Regions from separate parts of the Mus musculus genome. Here regions 1 and 3 are each linked to region 2. A link is a contact called in public Hi-C data. All regions are on one chromosome and are shown on one strand. Each heading gives the region's core, a stretch centred on a gene start, on an enhancer-like site or on the middle of the called end of the contact. The rest is flanking DNA. Distances are from core to core; before and after follow the strand shown. Region 1 overlaps Gm28075 (a long non-coding RNA gene). Region 2 has its middle 15 kb from the start of Gm30483. Region 3 has its middle 7.2 kb from the start of Gm38994.

Region 1 (3,721 bases), core at 321-2,820, 190 kb after region 2:
ACAGGCCCACCTTTGAAGATGCAAAAAGCTGAACTGGGTGACCGCAAACAAAACTTGGAAGAGTGGATCAGCTTGGAGGCGTGGCTAGAGCAGAAGTTAGAGGCCAGCTCTTTTCTTGGAAGCAGAAGTGTGGGAAAGCTTGAGCCCACAGTCTGCTTGCTATGCAGACCTGGGTCCTTCATCTGTCCAGATTAGAGCCTACTGCCACTCATTGCTCAGACCACAGCAGAGTTTAAACAGTTCCCCTTCAGTACACCTTCCAAATTCTCCCTTCCTAACCACTCAGGGTCAGCACTGAAATGACTTTGAATGTGATATTGTAGAGTTGGAGCTTGGTTTTACCTAATAGAAGTGTAATAAGGGGGGGAAATCCATTGAGAAAGGAAATTAAGATTCAGGGAGCCTGTGCTTGGCAGCCTTTATCTTCTTTTCTGACCTCTGGTTAAAACAGGAATTTGCTGGGAAATGGGAAACTGAGGACTGAGGAGTCTTCCCTGTTTGTCTTCTTCTCTGGGACCTTTCCAGACAAAGAAGGGGATTTTGCTGACACGATGGTTCCTTCCTCTATCTTGCTGTATGTGAATCACAGTAACTCTCTTGGTTTCCGTTCCTTCTTACAACACTCGCTGTCAAAGGTGTCACAGGTTGTCATGGGTCACTTGAATGTGCTCAAAGAGTGCACAACCGTTTTTGCTTTTATAAACAGGCCAAAGAATGAACAGCAGGCAGTGGTGGACTGAATGTTGTCTCTGCGCTGTATAGAACACATTGGGTTATTTAGAACACAGATGTGTGTGTGTGTGTGTGTGTGTGTGTGTGTGTGTGTGTGTGTGTGTGTGTGTGTGTGTTTGTGTGTACAGAGAGGACCTATTTTGTGTTCAAAGAAGACCCCTGGGTATGAGGGAATCTCAGTACATTCTTGTCTTTCATTAAAGCTTTATGATCATCTGTGCGTATCTTGTACCAAATGTATCTAGAACTTTGTTTCTGACTAAAAGCTTCCTCTCTTAGCTGACTTAATTTGCTTTTATATTACAGAACCACAGGAGCTGTGATATCAAATTTCAGAATTATTTGCAAATTTCAGCCCATGCCTGATTTTTGCCTTCTTAAATCTGTGCAGTTAGGCAACAATATGAAAAAAAAGCCCCACTTAATCATGATGAGATTAAAGGATTTTTAAAAGGCGGTTTGCGGTCACATTTACATTCCCCGATAATTTCTTAATTTTCTCTTAAATCACCTTTCATCTTCATAAAATGAACTGTAAAAAAAAATCCTTCTGAATTCTATAATGTGCCAAGAAAAATGGGGGAGAAATTAAGGAGGCCCCTACCTTTTAATCATTTTGTTCATAAAGTACTTTAACTGCCCGCCAGGAAAAAGATGGAGGCTCTGGTGTCTGAGGTATTCTGTGCCATAAAGTCCCATAATAGAAACAGATGGTAGAATTGCCTTGGAAGTGGAAAAAAAAGGAGTGTACACGCCGCTCACCCTAACATATGAAGAGATTCAGGGCTGACACATGAAGGGATGCGCTTGGCGTGGGGCCAGAGGAACACTCTCAGCAGCCAGTGCTCAAGCTGGGGACTGGGAGACCCACAATTTCAGGATCTGGAATGCCCAGGCTTCAGGATTTAGAACTCACTGGAAGCATTCTTCTGAGGCTCCTGTCCTATAGTAGATAGTGTTTTCTGGGTGTGTTGGGTGGTTGTGGGGACTCCAGTGACGAGCCCCTCCCGGCTTTTACAAATACTTCCTCAAAATGATAGCTGATGAGTGCCAGCTCATCTGGAGGCTCCTTATAAGCAAGGAGTGGCTTGTCACCTAGTCCAGCCCTGTTGAACAAAGGGCAGACTCCCACCCAGAGGCAACCTTTTGAAATGGCATTGGATAGGAAGGACACCAGACACCAGCTTAGCCTGTCTTTCTGGTTGGCCAGATAACCTAATGGTTTCAGAGAAATCTCTCATGGATACTGGGTTTTCAAGAAGTGAAATCTGATGTGAATTCCATATTGTACTCCAATAGCATCGATGTACACACCATCTTTCCTTTGCATCTTGAAGTATGGAATCCATTTTCTTTTGTTTTAGTCTTTGGTGTTAGTCTAGTCTCCTGAGTGGTGATTGGGTGTCAGGTACTAGTTAATCAAATGTAAACGGTTACTTAGTAATCATCGCAGACATGTCAAGTATTGACTGGGAACCTTGACCAACTCTGTAGACCCCAAGGTCAAGGAAGGACTCAAAAAGTAACAGCTGAAGGAGACGAGTAAGACTTCATCAGGCAAAGAACCAGAGGGTGGTTTGGTATGCAAGTTTCCAGAAAACCCGAATCATTGACATGCAAAAGGATAGCTTGTGATTGCCACAGAAGGCATTTCACAGAAAGAGAAATCAGCACAGGCAAAGGCCCTGTGTGCATGTGTGTTGGAAGTATGGGGGGTGTGGGCTGTTTCGGAAAATGCATTAAAAGAGATACCATTTGAACAGAGAAGACAGAAGGGAGCTGGATACCAGATAAGGAGGAAGAGTCACATCAGGCAAACCCATAGAGACCACGTCTGACGGCCCCCATATGGATTCTAAGAATAATTCAATAGTGATACTGCCGTATCAGGAACAGATTCTGTTACAAACAGGCCCCCAAATATAATGACATTCACATGGAAGTTTGTCACATAGACAAGTTCAGGTCTGGGAACTTGCTTTGATATACTTATGTGAAGACCCAGGCTCCACCCACCTCCTTGCTCCATCACCCAATGGCATTAACTTATCATTCTTTGCATCTTCTGGTGGTAAGGGATTGGATATCGAGAAGGCCCACTCAGTGTGCAAAGCTGTGTGCAATGAGACATGTTCCAGATGCCCCGTTGTGCAAAGAATAGTTAGGAGTGCTTATCTGCCATGGCATGTAAATATGAGAGCCCGTGGCCTTCACCTTGGAGAGAGTCACACATCCCTTGGTAATACAGGCCTTGTTAAACATAGATGCTTTCTCTTCTCTCCCAGGATGCCTGGTATCTTTTGATCATCCCTCTCTACAGAGGTGCCAGCCAAATTCAGATCAGATGTGACAGGCTATTCCTTTCTCATAGGGCTCTCTACCTGATGCCAGGGTGGGAAGAGGGAACTTCAACTGGGGAATTGCATCCATCAGACTATCCCGTGGGCATGTCTGTGCATTTTCTTGGTTAATAAGTGATGTTGGAGGAACCAACCCACTTCGGGCAGTGCCACTCCTTAGGGAGGTAAACCAAGGCTGTATAAAATAGCAGTTTGAGAAAGCCAAGGAAAGTAAGCCAGTGAACAGAGTTCCTCTGTGGTCTTTTCTTCCAGTCTTATGCCTGAATGCATAGGGATGAGATCTTCTAAGGCATCTTTAGAGTCCGGTTCCGCCTGGTTTTGTAGGCAATGGATAGGTTGAGTGTGTATGTGGCATGCACCTGCCAGTGAACATGACAGCAACAGAAATCTGAAGGAGAAAAGGAGGGTCTCCCAGAAAATAGGTTCCATCCTGCTTTGTGACAGGGATAAAAGGCTGACTATGTGTGGATGCTGACTCCAGAGAGCTGACTAGGAATGCCTGTACCTGCTGTGGGAGAAGGAAAAAGGGCAAGGCAGCTGGAATATCAATTTCTGCAAGCTTTTTCTGATGTGCCCTACCCCTGGACACTCTTCCCTGGAATCTCAAATCTTTACTTCGACTGGGATTA
Region 2 (3,985 bases), core at 277-2,776:
AAAGAATTGAGCAAACCACTCCGTGTGTCCCTGGATCCTCTGCTCTGAGCCAGCCACCGTCCCCTAGGGATGGAGTGACAGAGCAAGGTGATTCAGAAGGAACAAGAAGTGGCGTCCCACGCCCTCTCTTAGCCTCTTCTGTGCTGCTGGGTGTTTCTGCAGAGCAAGGAGGCAGGGGCACCTGGGACTCTTTCAAAGGGAGCTCTCTCATTAGTGTATGTCCCGAGTGAGATTGTATAGGCTCATACACACAGAATTCTGGCATTTTCTGCAGCCTGTCTCTTTTCAGACTGGGCATGGGGAGCACTCTGAAATAGACAGGAAAGAGGGAAGAGACAGGCAGGGAAGTGATACATTTGTTAGCCACGTAATGATTGAAAACCAAACCAAACCAAACCAACCACCCCGCCCCCCGGTCCCACAAACGCTGTAGAAATGGCTCCTCAGATCTCCAGCTTCAATATGGATTTATTTTTATTACATAAATACATCACTGTGGTATTGTATTTTAAAGAAATAGCGCCCTGCGCCAGGGCAGCAAAAGTTGCTGGACGCTGTGCCCGGTGGGGCCGCCACTGTGGCTCTTGGCCTTCCCTGAGGCCTGGATCCCCGTCTACCGTGCCACCTGCCCTGCCACCTCAACATTCTTTCTAAGATGCCAAGTTTCTGCGGCTCCTGGAGCACCACTCTCCTTTGTTCTGAGGACTCTCTCCACGAGGAGGCCAACTGCGTCTTTACAAAGAAACTAAGGGGCAGGATCTGAACCTATGTGGGAACGCAGGGGCCCCCCCAGCAGGTGGCCGCGCATGCGCTGAGGCAGAAGCCAGGGAAAGTTTGTGCTTTTTGCTGTGATTACTGTCCCCCAAGCCTCTGCTCACTGAGGGGTTCTGAGCTCACACACCCCCCCCTGCTTCCCCGGCACACTCCGGTTTCTTAGCTCCTGCAATTAGATCCCGACTAAGGCAGGCACACCCCACGTTATTCACTGGGGGAGCTCTGAGAAGATCACTTCAGGAGTCTGAGCTGTCCCTAAGGGACTCATTTCACAGAGACCAGCCTCCCCCCACCCCCCAATGCCCAGGAATCCACTCTTCACTTTTTCTTTTTCTTTCTTTCTTTCTTTTTTCTTTTCTTTTCTTTTTTTGGGGGGGGGACCAACTCTTCCTTTTCCCTGAAGGTGGCAGTAAAGGAAAAAAATGAGCCTCTTTGAAGAGTTGGGAATTTTATTACAAAACAGATGGCGAACTGGGCATCCCCGTTGTCCCCCCCCCCCATGTGCCCGAAAGCCTTGGTAAAGGAAGCTATAGCCCCTCAGAGTGGTGTTCGCAGGATTGCTCCCCTCGCATAGTGGCAGCGTGGTAAGTCAGCCCAGAGCTGATGACCACGGGCTCAGCCGGCCTCCTCGTGCCCCCCTTAGTCCCTTACCAGGATAATTGAGGACCATAATGCGGGGGGAAGAGCGCAGAGGCTCCCGCGGGCTGTCAGGTATCTGCTAGTGTCTTCATGTCATCCGTCAGCATTGAGCCTCTCTGTCATCTCTTCTCAGCCTTCAGCGCCGTGAGCCCTCACCACGTTCATTATCTCGGCTCAGGCCGGCCCTCCCCCCGGCTCCCCCCACCGGGTAAATGCATCTTTGTGCAACTCTCAGTCTCCGATTATGAATCGATGATCATGTGGTATAAGAGAGATAGATGGCTTTTAGTCGCATCTTGGCTTCCCTAATTGTAAAATATTAGTTACATTACACTGTGTCTTTTGATTAATGGAACTTATTTGGAGTAGCCTATCCGAACCCTCCCCCTTCCACAGCCCTCCACTGACTTTTGAGAATTGAGTGATCTCACTTAAAGCAGACAAATAGGCCCTTCAGTGAGGAGACAGCGGCGCTGCGATACTGAGGGCCAGACAGGCTCTGCAGACAAAGTCCTGTGTTCCCGAGAAAGGCTTCAGCCTCGCTAACGCCAGCCTCACACCTCTGATCCGCCCTGGACAGCGAGTTTCTCCTTCTGTGTCATTTCCCCCTCTTGGCAAACAAAACCCATCTTGCTGACTTGCAAAACAGGATGTGAAACAAAATTTAATTAAAATTAAATAAATCGCAGATTGCCGAATCGCCACGTCCAGCTTTCAAGGAGACAGTCAAATCTGAACTTTGATGGATTTCAGTCCTGGCTATGCCAGGGGGCTCCCTTCTTCCTGGATGGCATGTGGCTTCAAATCAGCCTCGTGTCCATCACATTAGACATGGGAAGATGTTTGTTCTTTAACTGGGAATTTAGTTTGCACAATTTATTTAAATATGATCTGTTGATAAAGCCTTTGCCACATAAAAGGGAAAATAGTGGCTATATCTGTTTATTAGTTGCTTGCTCTTAGCCACCAGGCTTTGGGGTGATAGATCCCTCATAAATAACCTATTCTTTAGTAGAAATCCAAGGCCATATTCACTTCAACTTATCAGCTCAATTCAAAAGGTCTATTTCTTGTCAATGGGTGCAATGTCTATATCTTGGGAATCAGGAAGGCTTCGCAAACGCCTAAAAGACGCCACAGATCGGAACTCCAGCATGCATTCTGGTGGGGCATTTTGAGGACACATGCTATATAGAATGCATGCAAGTATTCATATCTATTCTTAGTTTTACAGGAGCTGCTTTGTATTTTATTCTGACCTTTGGGTTTTTCTTTTTTTTACTTTTATTCATATATATACATATATATATTTTTTTTCAGACACTGACACTTCTTGTGTTTCCTGGGGACATGCTATTTCATTTAACAGACTTGTAGCAAAAGATTGATTTTATTATGTGTATAGAAAGCTGGTAACATTTTACATGGTATTTTTCTTTTTTTTGAAGAGAGTAACAATACACTTAAGGCTGCCAGGAAGACTGGAAGCAACAGAATAAGAGGACTGACTATAAAACTCATTTGAGGAACAAGGTGCTTGCAGATTGGCCTTCTGCATCAGCGCAGCCCCACCAGCAGCACCCTGTGTTACAGGCTGCACAGTGGGCCCCACAGTGTCTGCAGAATCGGCACCCACAGCGGCTCTGGGGTACCAACCCCAGTGCCCCCTCGTCTCCCGCTCCCCATCCATGCTTAGATTCGGGGGATTTAGACATTTGGCTTTTGTGTGTAGTTTTGACTCCTTGCTCTGAGGAAAGTGTATTCTGGAAGACTCTTTGTTCCGAGTGTCAAGGGACTTTTGAAAATGTCAGCTGATTTTGGGCTGTTCTATCTACCAAAACTCCTTAGGGCTGAAAATGAACACCTCCACCACCACCACCACCACCACCACCAATCTTCTAAAGTAGATTCACTCACTCGGCGACACATGGCCATCATATCCCGAGAGATTTTTTTTTACAGAACATTCTTAATACAGCGTGTAAATGCATATTGACAACTACAGCCACTTTTTATATATCCTACAGTATACACATTTATATGTTATGGATCCATAATACCAAGTGTGTAGTAAAATGCTATATCAAAAGGCAGTTAGGGTCGGTGTATCAAATGTTCTTACTCGGGTGGCTTTAATTCCCTTGCTTAGACTCTCGACTCCCACTTTACACTGATGGATTTCAATATTCACCTGCCTTACATGTGCACCTGAAGAGGATGATGTCATGTCTGAGGCTTAGTGACAGCTTTGCCTTTTTGTTGCTGGGGCCAAGATGAGCTGGGAGGCCGAGCCCCTTCCTCCAGCATCCCACACTGCAGGCTCCCAAACTGGGCAAGTTTCTTCCTATGAGGACTAGAGAGGACTAGAGAGAAGACAACCATAGCCTTTAAGGACAACGGCCTCTCCTGAATACCAGTGGTTGACATTTATAATCCAGGTGGTAGATGAAGCTGCTTCAGATTCTCTGATTATAGTGATGGGCGTTACCCCCAGGGGGCCCGGCCACTCGCTGGGAGAAAGAAAACGCACCAGCCTCTCTGTAGGTGAGGCTTCAGGGGCTGGGAGGAAACC
Region 3 (4,065 bases), core at 1,415-3,914, 160 kb after region 2:
CTTTCTGTCTGTCTCTCTGTTGCTCACTGTCTGTCTGTCTGTCTGTCTGTCTGTCTGTCTGTCTGTCTGTCTGTCTTCCTCTCCTTGGAAGTACCCTCAGAAGGATAAGTTTACAGCCAACACCTGTCTCCATCTTGGGAGGCTGGGATCTTATACTCCCATCCTTGGCCTTCATAGGACCCCAGCCCATGGCACTTTGTGTCCCTCTAGCCAGTGTTTCCATGGTCCCTGCTCAACTCAACCACTAGCCCAGATAAATGGAGTCCTGCCTTGGTGGCATATAAGGGCTTCTTAGATTAATGGTGTTCTTGCTTTCCTTTTGGAAGCCCCAGAGGGAATATCTGCAGATTTAATTCCCAGTTAAAGGTGGAAGTGTGGGCTTGAATCTTGTATCAGGTATCGCTCCCTACCTGCTCAGCATCTTTAGAAAGGTCAACTCCGGGGAAGATTGGAGCATCAGATCTTCTCCCCAGTGCTGTGGAGAGACTTCTGACCTTTCCTTGGTCCTAATTCCTCCCCATCTCAAGGTTCTCCTCCTGACTTGTTTTTTCAAGCACTATTTTTATTGAGGTGTAATTGATCTTGAGTACACACACACACACACACACACACACACACACACACAATCTAAATTTAAAAAGAGAATATTTAATAAAAATGGCATATATAGATATTCCTCAAAACAACTGGGCAAAAACAACAAAGGAAGTCTGAGGAGCTGCCACATCAGAGTCTAAAGGACACTCAGTCGCCAGGCGTGCTAGGCGGGTCCTGCCTAAAAACAAAGACATGAAGAAGGAAATTTGAATACAAGGTGGAGTTTTGTCCATAATGATGTGCCTCATAGACTCAGTAACTGTAAAAGTGTGCTGTGCTAATTTAATATGGTAAAAGAAGGAGGTAGTGGACCTGAGACTCTATACTCTCGTTTTAGTGTCATAGTATAATTACAATTATTCTAACACAGGATGCCTGCTTTAAAGAAGGGAAGTGTGACATGATGCCTGGTAACATCTCAGCCAAACTGGACCCTTAGGAAGCCTTTAGGTTGCATTCAGGGGCTGAAATGGCCAGGGCGAGGTCAGGAGAGGCTCAGCAAGATGGTCTTCCTTGGTAACCAAGGGTAACCAAGCAATGAGCTCATTACACACACATTTCAGGGATTGCTTGAAAAGCTAGAAATTAACCGGAGAAGATGACTCCATATGCTTGGTTTCTTTAACCTATTACATCCCAGACAGAATGAATGCCTGGCAGAAAGGAAGCCTAGGAGGAAGAAACTTGAGATCCCTAGGAAAGGAGGGGTGGCTTATATCCGGAGGATGCTGTAGCTCTCTAGAAATGGGCCACGCTGCTACAGAAGCTAGCCATTTGGAGCCCTCAATTTCCCAGCCAGTGTCAGGTAGATAGCTCAGATAGGCTTGGGTGGCCCCAGGCATCTGAACTATCCAATTTAATTTTATGCATTTGCGATACCAAAGAGGGTCACCCAGGAAGTTGCTCTTATTTATTGTCTTTGAATGTTGTGTTTGAATACCTCACTGACCACCAGAAATGAACAGGGCTTCATTTATTTACTTATCCATTTGTTTATTAGTTCTTTCTCCTGTGAGTGTGTGTGTGTGTGTGTGTGTGTGTGTGTGTGTGTGTTCCCTTAGTTTCCTCCCTGATTTCTTCAATGTCTTCAGAACTGAGTCCCGATTCTCGCTCAGTGGAACAATCCCATGAATCCCTGCTGCTCAGGTCGCTCAAAGTGGGCTTCTGAACTTCTGCCCTTCGTGCCTTTTCTTTCTTGTTGACGTCTCAGCCCTTGAAACAAGGTCTTGGCTCCTTTCTCATTTCAGGATTTCTTTTTGGGTGTGCGCGTTTCGGGAGGGAATGGGGGTGGGGGCTAGAACACCTGTCCGCTGATCGCCTGCCACTCCGCATCTGGGCCCCGGCTGACAGGCTTGTCTGCTTTGACTAATGATGTGATTGATGGACAAAATAAGGAAGAACATACAAAAAAACATTTCTGTCTGGGCTGGTGTGTCAGCAAGCCTTCATCAAGTGGCTGCTGAAGGTATATTTTGCCGCACGCCTCATTACACAGTAATGGCATTCCCAGGCAAAGCTGTTTCTTTTCATGACACAAGACAGCAGGCAGCTTTATGGGCGCTGGGCCCACCGAGCCCGGAGGAAGGAGAGGCACACTAAAGAGCGGTCATTTCTAAAAGTGCCTCAAGTTGCTTTTTTGTTGTCATGAATTTAATATGAATCAACACAATATGAAACGGGCATGAGGGATTTTAGTGACTAGTGATTTTTTAAGACCGCTGTCTAAACAGCCATCAAGGAAGAAAGGGGAAAAGGGGGGGGGCAGACAAAATCACGATATTTTCTTCCTCCAAACCTGTTGCAAAAAAGGAGTCATCTGTCAATTTTATTGCATTTAAATAAAAAAGTACACAGAAGCATACAGTCCAAACAAATGTCTTCTTTCAGGCTAAACATGTGGGAAACGCCACATCGCTAATGCCAGAATCATCCCAGTCAGCAAACGGAGTATTCATAACCCTATTCCGACGGCCTGCCTGCTGTGGATGGGGTGACATTCATGAGAATTACAAATGTGGCCTCTTTGTGCGTGTAACGATGATCTGAATGTCGGCTCTGGCTGGAACGTGAGGGGTACAGGGAACAAACAGCTTCACATAGCTAACAAGGTACCCAGTAGCTTCAGTGCAGGGCTGGGGATGAAAGGGGCTCAGGGCTAAAACTCAGAAGCAGGGAAGGCAAATGCTTAGCCTACTCCCCTCTTTCTTCTTTAGGGTACCCTTGAAATAGCCCTCAGATTTGGTCATAGGTTCCTGCTTCAGATTTTGCAAAGGATTTTAGATTCCTCCATCTTTCTTTCTTTCTTTCTTTCTTTCTTTCTTTCTTTCTTTCTTTCTTTCTTTCTTTCTTTCTTTCTTTCTTTCTTTCTTTCTCTCTCTCTCTCTCTCTCTCTCTCTCTCTCTCTCTCTCTTCTCTTCTCTTCTCTTCTCTTCTCTTCTCCTCTCTTCTTCTCTTCTCCTCTCCTCTTCTTCTCTTCTCTTCTCTTCTCTTCTCTTCTCTTCTCTTCTCTTCTCTTCTCTTCTCTTCTCTTCCTTCCTCTCTTTCTCTCTGTCCCTTCCTCCGCTGCCTCCAACCATTTCCTTCCTTCCTTCCTTCCTTCCTTCCTTCCTTCCTTCCTTCCTTCCTCCCTCCCCCTCTCTCTCTGTCTCTCCCTCCCTCCCTGCCTCAATCCATTTCCTTCCTTCCTTTTTTCTTCTTTATCTCTCTCATTGTCTTTCTTTCTCTCTCTCTTTCTTTCTTTCTTTCTTTCTTTCTTTCTTTCTTTCTTTCTTTCTTTCTCTTTCTCTCTCTCTCTCTCTTTCTCACTCTCTCTTTCTTTCTTTCCTTCTTTCTTTCTTCTTTTCTTGTAGTAAATTTTCTTCACTAAGGCATTTGATTACACGTGTTATACTCTTTCCCCTGCACACACATTGGACTGTTTCCAGAGAGAAATGCTTCAAATGAAGTTTCATTTGAAAAACGCTTTTTATTCCTTCCTGCTAACGGTGATGAGTCTTCAGCGGTAGATTGTCGAGAATAATATTCGATTTTAATGAGTTGTGATTAGGAATAAAAAGACTCTCTTCCCATAATAAATACTCGATAACAAATTAGAGGATGTATACAGGATCCTTATCTTTAGTTAAAAAATACGCAAATGCAAAATCTTGTTATGACAAATTTGAGAAAAAATCTCCTCGTGTGTATTTTAATTGACTGTTTCAGGAGGCCAAATGATTGACATGTACGTCAATTTTGACACCATGGTGCACACGTTCATGCAAGCTGATGATGGAGAAGACAATAACTGTGTCAACGTGGTAATTAGTCCTCAAGTCCCTGGGGCTGGGGACAACCATGTAGCAGCTTAGAAAGATTCTAAAGGTGCTCAAAGCGAGGCAGCTTGTGACTTATCTGTACAGCAATGAGCTTACAAAGGAAAGGAAGGAGGGTGGGCGGTTCTATTTTTTTCCCTCCTCTTGTCCTCCT

The links. Hi-C and Micro-C count contacts between places; a contact is called where the count stands out from the background.
Region 1: a Hi-C map of cerebellum shows a contact between it and region 2, with 3 times the contacts expected there. The contact joins two enhancer-like sites. A contact is called at or near these places in 7 of 484 Hi-C or Micro-C datasets (cerebellum, embryonic stem cells, hemogenic endothelial cells and 4 more) and 1 of 115 datasets of contacts at active chromatin or transcription factors (fibro-adipogenic progenitors).
Region 3: a Hi-C map of stem cell-derived motor neurons shows a contact between it and region 2, with 2.8 times the contacts expected there. The contact joins two enhancer-like sites. A contact is called at or near these places in 8 of 484 Hi-C or Micro-C datasets (cortical neurons, gonadal supporting cells, nephron progenitors and 3 more) and 1 of 115 datasets of contacts at active chromatin or transcription factors (differentiating embryonic stem cells).

Annotation. Positions count from the first base shown.
Region 1 is chr7:37,147,705-37,151,425 of GRCm38.p6, reverse strand. All of the region lies in intron 2 of Gm28075 (a long non-coding RNA gene), which reads right to left. Among named protein-coding and RNA genes, the nearest start is that of Gm28075, 9.2 kb to the right of the region's middle. Within about 2 kb of position 1,570, at least 3 of the 459 cell types and tissues checked have an H3K27ac peak or open chromatin away from gene starts, as enhancers often do. A contact at or near this core is called in cerebellum, where this site is marked.
Region 2 is chr7:37,340,727-37,344,711 of GRCm38.p6, reverse strand. It overlaps a transcript of Zfp536 not described here. Among named protein-coding and RNA genes, the nearest start is that of Gm30483, 15 kb to the right of the region's middle. Within about 2 kb of position 1,526, at least 28 of the 459 cell types and tissues checked have an H3K27ac peak or open chromatin away from gene starts, as enhancers often do. A contact at or near this core is called in cerebellum and stem cell-derived motor neurons, where this site is marked.
Region 3 is chr7:37,178,585-37,182,649 of GRCm38.p6, reverse strand. No RefSeq gene overlaps it. Among named protein-coding and RNA genes, the nearest start is that of Gm38994, 7.2 kb to the right of the region's middle. Within about 2 kb of position 2,664, at least 16 of the 459 cell types and tissues checked have an H3K27ac peak or open chromatin away from gene starts, as enhancers often do. A contact at or near this core is called in stem cell-derived motor neurons, where this site is marked.